2 separate regions of the Mus musculus genome follow, and region 2 is linked to region 1. A link is a contact called in public HiChIP or PLAC-seq data. All regions are on one chromosome and are shown on one strand. Each heading gives the region's core, a stretch centred on a gene start, on an enhancer-like site or on the middle of the called end of the contact. The rest is flanking DNA. Distances are from core to core; before and after follow the strand shown.

The links. HiChIP or PLAC-seq counts read pairs in DNA pulled down with a chosen protein or histone mark.
Region 2: a contact with region 1 is called in an H3K4me3 HiChIP or PLAC-seq map of forebrain, with 6 times the contacts expected there. The contact joins the enhancer-like site here to the promoter of Hs1bp3 in region 1. A contact is called at or near these places in 15 of 39 promoter capture datasets (the C10 cell line, the HPC-7 cell line, cranial neural crest and 9 more), 3 of 15 datasets of contacts at CTCF or cohesin (the NIH/3T3 cell line, embryonic stem cells and large pre-B cells), 53 of 484 Hi-C or Micro-C datasets (B cells, CD8 T cells, CD8 central memory T cells and 33 more), 52 of 115 datasets of contacts at active chromatin or transcription factors (the 230-238 cell line, CD8 T cells, the HPC-7 cell line and 35 more) and 4 of 9 other capture datasets (adipose tissue, embryonic stem cells, liver and 1 more).

Annotation. Positions count from the first base shown.
Region 1 is chr12:8,311,545-8,315,795 of GRCm38.p6, reverse strand. It overlaps Hs1bp3 (HCLS1 binding protein 3), which reads right to left and starts at 2,363. Exons shown (of 7, transcript NM_021429.3): 1 at 2,299-2,363. The coding sequence starts at 2,330.
Region 2 is chr12:8,485,967-8,490,217 of GRCm38.p6, reverse strand. No RefSeq gene overlaps it. Among named protein-coding and RNA genes, the nearest start is that of Rhob, 12 kb to the left of the region's middle. Within about 2 kb of position 1,712, at least 48 of the 459 cell types and tissues checked have an H3K27ac peak or open chromatin away from gene starts, as enhancers often do. A contact at or near this core is called in forebrain, neural stem cells, thyroid gland and 1 more, where this site is marked.

The DNA.
Region 1 (4,251 bases), core at 1,114-3,613:
CTACAACTGTTCAACTTGGCCTTTAGACACACAAGGAAAGCAGCTACAGCCAACACCTGCCCGGTCTGGGTGTGTTCTTGTACAACTGGAATCACAAAAGCAAGCGGTTGGTAGGATATGCTCACAGGCACAGTATACCCACCTGTGTCCTACACCAAGCGCCTCAGTTGTGATGGGGCTACAGATCTCTTATGCATCCTTTATCCTCAAGGCTCAGCCTGATCTGGCTCACACTGCCCTCCAATGACCTCACCCAGACTCAAGGCCTTCCATAGCATCCAGAGCCAAGGGTGGCCCAATTCCTACCCGTGGTCCAGACTCTTCCCTCCAAACCATCCCGCCTCTTACTTACCTAGAATCTCCATTTGACCGTCAATCATGCTTTAAAACAAACCCATCTGAACAAATGCTGATTCCCCGGTTCTACCCGCTCCCTATCCCAGGAAGCAGTGCGCTCAGGACAGTATAGCCCTTCAGCTGACAGCCAACCTTACCATCCTGCAGACCCCAAAGTTCATCATTCAGAATACACAGAGAACCTAAACAGGCTGCAGCCCCTCCTCCCACCCCTCCGTGCAGCCACTCCGGCCGGTGCCTGAAGGACATGGGTGCAGCAGCCACGGGTTCTCTGTCCCCTTGCTCCCATGGCCAGGCTGCCTATGTTTCCCACCGCACTCAGAATGAAACCTCATGGCCTTTCTCCATTGCAGGCCACCTCACTCTCTCCACGCTCCCTCCACATCAGCACACGGCCTTTGGATTTTCTGTCTTTCCTGCTGAGCACACACTGCAAGCTCTCCTTCCTATAGTCCTTTCCACTGTGAGACTTCTCAAGAGCTTGTTCGCCTGCCATCTCTCCGAAAGATATCCCTTGACCACATCGTATAAAACTCATGTCTGTCACCTGACCTCCCTCCCCATCATTCAGCTTCCTTCTCAGCATTTACTACCCTCGACATAGCTTACGTTTTCTCGCTGCCCACCCATTCCCTCCAAAGCCTCACTACTGTATCCTAGAACCTGGACCGGTGTCTAGCATCGAAGGGATCCCGAGAAAACACCTGCTGGATGGATACTGCATGAAGCCCAGAGATGCCGCGCAGGAGGAGGCTGGAAACTCCAGCTGATCTTGGGTGCAGGGCCACTTCAATGCTTACTTAGGTGGCTGTGCTCCTCAAAGGCAAGCTCCTTGGGTCTGCTGTGACTATCAGAATGGTGGACAGGGCACGACTCGTCCACCCTCACCATCAGCAGCACACTATGCCTGCTAACACTCGGGGGCATGCTAGCACCAAGGGAAGCCACCACTACCCTTTCTAGGCACCAGCACCAAACTCACAGTCACAGTCTGGTGGCCCACAGGGACATTTACTGCTCCTGTCCTCCTATCTCTCTAGATGGAACCTTTCTCTACAGGAAGGGAAACTGAGGCTCTGTGAAAGGGAACGACTCACAGGGTCATAGGAACATCTCTTTTAATGGGGATGTGGCCTGCGGCCTCACCACACCAAGGAGAGCAAGCAGCTTTCAAGATCAGGGCTTACGTCCGGAACCATACTTTTCTAACCAGGGAGCTGGGAATACAAATGAACTTGTGTTGGGTAAAGCACCCGTTTGCCCATCTTGGCTAGAGTTTGTATTCGGGGAATAAAGGCAGAGTATACGATTATCCTTAAAGTTCATCATTTCAGAGTTACTTAAAAATCGAGGAAGGAGTAGGACATCCACCCTGCCCACAAGCCTTTCCAAGCCTCACCCTAGCTGTGAGTATGGCCCTGGGTGGATGCGCACTGCTCTGACCCCTTTGAGGAAGCTCCTGCGCTCTCTCCAGCAATAACTGCCAGGGTCTTAGTTCTGCGTAGTTGGGGTTCAACAGCAGCAGTGTGCTGCCCTGCCAACTGAACTTAACACGCCCCCTCCCGCAGCACCAGTCATTTTGGTGCGGGTATCACCTCCAGGGACACCTTGTTTTATTCACCTCGTCCCTGGTGCTTAGCATCGAGCTATTCACACAGCTAGCGCAGAAATGTTTGGGGGACCGGAAGAAATGCCCCCCTCCCCCCATACGCAGGGACAGGAAGCTGGGCCCTGTCCCAGCCAGCGCTATCTCGCCAATCCCAGGCTTTTCTGGAGACGTGGGTGAGTGCTTGGATCCTTTAGGGGGCCTCAGTTTCCTTGTCTGTAAAACGGGGACTCTAGACGGCGCGCCAGCACGCCAGCAGGATAGTGTGCGGTGCAGCGGGATAAACCGTCAGCTGCTGGGACGTCTGGATCATGCATGTTGGGGGTCTGGCTCACCTGGAGGTGCGGAGCACCGCCGGGGACTGCATGTCGGCTGCGGGCGGGCGGACGGTCACGGGATCTGGCGTCCTGGGCGTCGCTGCGTCCCCGCCCCGCCCCGCTCCGGCGCAGCGCCGTCTCCTCAGCCCTTGCCCGCCCCCTGGTGGCAGCGGATGTGCACATCGCAGTGTCTGTGGCCTCGGAGTAGAGAGGTCATCCCTGCTGCTCATCCCTCCCTAGGTCCCCCATAGCCACCTCTTAAGCCTGGCACCTCATGCCATTTAATCCTAGTACTGACTTAACCTCTAATGGTACAGGAATCCAGCCGCTAGTTTTCAGGCTTCTCTCCAGGCTAGCTACAAAAGCACTCTTTTCTCTCCCTGGGGTCATTTCCACTTATGCAGTCAATCACTCAGTCAACAGGAGTCTTCCCCTTTGGGACTCTGTCCCTTCAGGCTTGTGGGCTGTCATTGAAAACAACCCTCTCTTTCGGGCTCTTCTCCTAAGGTTTCCTGTCCATCTCTTCTTTCTGTCTCTGACTCTGTCTCTCCCTCTCTGTCTCTCTCTCCCTCTCTCTCCCTCTCTGTCCCTCTCTCCCTCCCTTCAAAGGTACTCTTGGCCTTGGCCTGGCTTGCTTTGCATTGAGGAGGAGGTCTTGGACATTTTACTCTGTATGTCTCTGACTGAGTGGACCACCTGGGAATGGGCTCAACTCTCTACCCCAGGAGAATGAGAGAGACCATACCTGCTGTTTCCTGTCTTCTGCCCGTGGCTCAGGAGACTGAAACCAGGGCCAGGTGACAGGTACAAACTGCTGTCTGTCCTTTGCTCTCTCCAGTGATAAGTAGCTGCAGATGCTGGGCCACACCAAAAGCACCTAAGGGACATATTATGTTCCCGTTTTAGTGTGTGTGTGTGCATGGAGAGTGTATAGAGGTCGAAAGACAGCTCTGTGGAGTTGATTCTCTCCTTCCACATTTCCATGGCTTGTAGGGATTGGAATCTGGAGGTCAGGTTTGCAAGAAATTATTTTAACTTGAGTCATCTTGCAGGCTCCATGCCATGCTCTCTAGGTAGCATCTCAGCACACTCAAACCATTATCCTCTGCTTCAGTGATGTAATCCCACAGTCAATTTTAAAAGTTTGAAAATGACTTCAAACTTTGCCTCTTGAAACATATACACTCATGCACCCTGTTGGCGGCGTTTTGGATTTGTCTAGAGAAAAGGTGACAATAATAGGTGTTTTAAATGTTAAACTTATAATTATTACTACCATTTACTACTCTCTCTCTCCCTCTCCCCCCACCCCGTGTGTGTGCGTGTATGTGTGTATGTTCATGTGTGTGTGTATGTATGTGTGCATGTGTGTGTGTGCACGAGTGTGTGTATGTGTGCATGTGTGTGTGTGCACATGTGTGTATGTATGTATGCATGTGTGTGCGCGTGTGTGTGCATGTGTGTGTGTGCATGTGTGTGTGCATGTGTGTGCCTGTGTGTGTGTGCGTGCATGTGTGTGCATGTATGTGTGTGCATGTGTGTGTATATGTGCATGTGTGTTTATGTGTGTGTGCATGTGTGTGTGTGTGTGCAGTTAACTCTGCACTTGTGAGATCAAGGACAACTTTCGGGAGCTGGATCTCTCCTTGCACCACAGATTCTGAGGTGCGGATAGAATTTAGGGGATCAGGCTTGTATAGAATGTTATTTTACTCACTGAGCCACCTCATAGGCATTAACACAGAGATTTAATGGAGCCTCCCCTCCTGTCCCATCCTAACCCCCTCTCCTTTTTCCACCCTTCCCTTCTATCCCCTTCCTCCTCCTCCTCCTCCTCTCCCTCCCTCCTCCTCTTCTTCCTTCTCTTTTCCATTGCAAAACGAAATGGAGTCAGAAAGGGCGGTGCGAAGGAGCAGTTTCCTAGAGAAATAAGAATTGGCAAACTAGGAATGTTCCCGACAAGGAAGGAGT
Region 2 (4,251 bases), core at 463-2,962, 180 kb before region 1:
TATGTAGGTGTGTGTGGGGGGGCATGTGTCTTTGTGTCTATGTGTATGAGGCGTATGTAGGTGTGTGTGGGACATGTGTCTTTGTGTCTATGTGTATGAGGCGTATGTAGGTGTGTGTGGGGGGCATGTGTCTGTGTCTATGTGTATGAGGCATATGTAGGTGTGTGTGGGGGGCATGCATCTTTGTGTCTATGTGTATGAGGCATATGTAGGTGTGTGTGGGGGGGCCTCTGTATGTGTGTGGGGGGGCATGTGTCTTTGTGTCTATGTGTATGAGGCATATGTAGGTGTGTGTGGGGGGGCCTCTGTATGTGTGTGGGGGGGCATGTGTCTTTGTGTCTATGTGTATGAGGGGTATGTAGGTGTGTGTGGGGGGGCATGTGTCTTTGTGTCTATGTGTATGAGGCGTATGTAGGTGTGTGTGGGACATGTGTCTTTGTGTCTATGTGTATGAGGCGTATGTAGGTGTGTGTGGGGGGCATGTGTCTGTGTCTATGTGTATGAGGCATATGTAGGTGTGTGTGGGGGGCATGCATCTTTGTGTCTATGTGTATGAGTCGTATGTAGGTGTGGGGCCTCTGCGCACTGGCGGGAGCAGAGGCCAGAGAAGGATGCTGGGTATCTGCTATCTTTACCTCACTATATTTTGTTCATTTGACATAGGTTCTTTTACTGACCCTAGTTTGTTTTGTTTGTTTTGTTTTGTTTCATTGCTATTCTGGCAGCCAGCAAGCCTCAGAGATTCTAGTTAGGCTCCTCTCAGTTCTGGGCTTTCAGGTATGTGTAGCCATGCCTGACTTCTGAGGTCAGAACTCCGGTCCTCCGGTGCCCTTAGCTGCAGAGCCATCTGCCTACCCTCAGGCCAATTATATTGTATACATTACTGCCTCAGCCTTTTTACTTGTAAACTGGTTTCAAAGATCAAACATGGTCAAGGCAGGGAGTTGGCACAGTGCCTAGTTCATCTGAAGTCCTCAAACCGTCTTGAGTACCAGTCTTTGAATGGATTCCTCTCAGTAGCTAAAGTACAAAATGGAAATGGGAGAAATTTGGCTAAGTGTGTGACTGGGTCATCATGAAAACGCCTGTTTATAGAAGACCTTTCTTTTTGTTTTTATTTTATTATTCTTTTTTTGAAGATAGATTTCCCATCCCCTCACATAATATATTCTGATTATGGTTTTTTCTCCTTCTACTTCTAGACCCTTCCATGCCCCCTTCCATCCAGACGATTTCCTTTCTGTCTCTCGTTAGAAAAAAAAATAGGCATTTAAGGTATAATAAAAAAATAGCAAAAATAAAATATACTAAGATAAAGCAAAAGTGATCATATCAGAATCGGATAGAAGAGCCTTTCAACCATAAGACCTCGGAGAATTGTATGGTACCCATTGCTTGGCAACCTCAGCACCTGGTGCAGGAGCCAGCACATCACAGCTGCATAGTGACTACACAGTCACCGAATCCTTCCTCAAGGTCAGGGGCCTTTGGTAAACTGGAGATCCTGAGAATTGCAAGGATGAATTTGGCAGCTTATGCAGGGAAAGTAGTGCCTACCATTCAGGTCCCAGGAAGAGGTAGCAGGAGTGGAACCCCCCACCTTGCAGTAGAAGGGTCTGGGACCAGCAGTTTTTCTTCCTGAGAGCACAGTGCTCATCAGAGGCTGCTCTGGCATGGGGCCAGTCTGTTGACTCATTGACTCATAGCAAGGAGCAGGCCTGGCCAGGGCAGAAAGCTGCAGAGGCACTGGCCTGCCCCACCTGGATGGCATAGGCATAGACAGGAGGGGCATCGGTAACTTGCCAGGGGGGAGTGCATGCTGGTAAAGATATTGACCGTCTTTAAGAAATCCAGAAATATGCACTATAAAGATTTATCTGTTAGTCCCATGTGAGCAAGATGCAGACGTGCTAGGCTCCGAATATAATTACATCTGTTAACTGAGAAAGCAAGTTTCTGTCTCTTTGTAGCCCAGGAAAATCCTCAGACTCAACCAGAAAGAATGGAAAAGAAGAAGCTAGGTGGTTTGGTCATGTGACCACCAGATGGTGAGTGTCAGAGCCCAAGGCTCTGCTTTTGCTGTGGAGTTCACTAAACCCAAGGCAACTGGGCTTGCAAATCCTTTTAAGGCAGGACAAACTTGTTTGTCTAGCAGGGAGGGAGGAGGGAAGCTTCGTTAGACTACAGGCTGAAGAAAATCCCTTTAGACAGGTTGGCTTCATGGTTTCTGTTTGCACTTTCTTGTCAAGGGGCACTGAAAAAAAATTATATCACCAGGGCAAAGCACCAGGTGGAAATGCATGGGTGGAAATTCTTGTTCAAAGCAAATCCCTCCATGCCCACTGTGGCCATAATTTCAACCTTTTAAGAAAACTGCCTTTGAACTGGACTTTCTGGTAATGCTTGATCTCTATGAGATTTGGACTGCGTTTTGGCAAGGGTAGTCACTAGCAGGATACTTGGCTGTTCCTGGTTCACCTTAAAGGTTTTTTGGGTTTGCTTTGGTTTGGTTTGGCTTCTTTCTAAGTGACTTTGAGATACAATGTCAAATCAACTCAGCTGTGCCAGATTCCAAATTCTAAGAAACTGGGGGCAAACTCTGGAATATTGTAAGGTGGAAATGTTGTCCTGTGGCACTTGGTTATAGAGGGCAGACTTAGTTGATCACTCCCCACCTTTGAAAACGAGAAGTGTGACTTCAGGTTTTGGCTGGCACAGGTGTCTGGAAAGGCTACTTTAGCTGGGTCCTGACTCACCCTCTTCAAATCATAAGGTGATTGGTCAGGTCTCTCCCTCTCTAGGCCAAGGGCCAAAATGCTATTTGAGCTTAAAGATGCATAATTTGAACTGGGTGGGTATGAACTTTCTTCTTGAAAGTGGTGTCTGAGACTGTCAGGTCCTGATGGGTCAGAGCTTTAGGAGAGTTTGAGAGAATCAGGAAGGAGTCTAAGCCCGATGTTTGTAGCTCCTTCCTAAGGGCAGACATGCTAAAGATCTACATATGAGGTTTGCTTCCGTTTCTACCTGGACTCTAGCTAGGATGACTCCTGATGTCTGTTAGTCTAGTGACTGGCACAAGTGTGTGTAGATAGTGAAGAATTCTCTCTTCAGTGAATAGGCACGTGCTGGGTGAAAGAAGCAAGCTGAACTCAGGTCTTCTGGCCAGGGGCTCCTATGAGCTCTCTTGCAGGGGATACCCATCTTCTTTCCAGGTCAGTCTACATGCATGTGCGGTACACTATACCAGGCTCTACACACGTGTGTTGTATACTACAGTAGGCTTATATACAGGAGGAAAGCAGAGATCCTGGCTAACTTGCAAGAGATAAAGAGCATCTTAGTGTAGCTCATCCTTGTGGCTTTCCTACTGCTCTGATCAAAGAGGAAGGTCTAAAGAATCCCTCATCAGTTCCCTAAAGTAAAGGTTCTTGTCTTTTTCTATGACTCTCCTAGGTGATATCCCAGCCCTTCATAGCAAAGCTTTCGGGAGATTCATGCTTGAAAATCACTCTAGCCTTCCTGGCCAGTCTACATGCATGTGCAGTACACTATACCAGGCTCTACACACATGTGTTGTATACTACACTAGGCCTATATACAGGAGGACAGCAGAGATCTCGGCTAACTTCCACCATCCCTAGGAATTCTTTGAGGCAGAGTCTTCTGAATGTCTGAGGTCTTAATAAACAGAATAATAACAATACATACATTAAGAATCTTATATGGTTTTTTCCCTTGGAAAAAAACATAAAATTTAGAGGGCAAGATTCTCTGTAGGTAGTAACTTTTTTTTTTTTTTTTTTTTTAAAGATTTATTTATTTATTATATGTAAGTACACTGTAGCTGTCTTCAGACACTCCAGAAGAGGGCGTCAGATCTTGTTACAGATGGTTGTGAGCCACCATGTGGTTGCTGGGATTTGAACTCCTGACCTTCGGAAGAGCAGTCAGGTGCTCTTACCCACTGAGCCATCTCACCAGCCCCGTAGTAACTTTTTCTCTGGACTTTTAGGGTCTGGGAGGGGCAAGTTTCTGATGCTTCAGAACTTGGGACAACTATCATTCAATTTCTATGGCAGCTTTCCTTGATCTTTCAAGACTGGAGCGAGTTGGTCCGGTTTCTGTGGTTAACTGGGCAGTGCTATAGCCTGGGTAAATTATAAGGCAAAAGGCCCCTGGCTCTGGAGGTTTAAGAATAAGAGGTACATTTGATGATGGTTTTCTAGTCCCAAGAGAGCACAAGACATCACA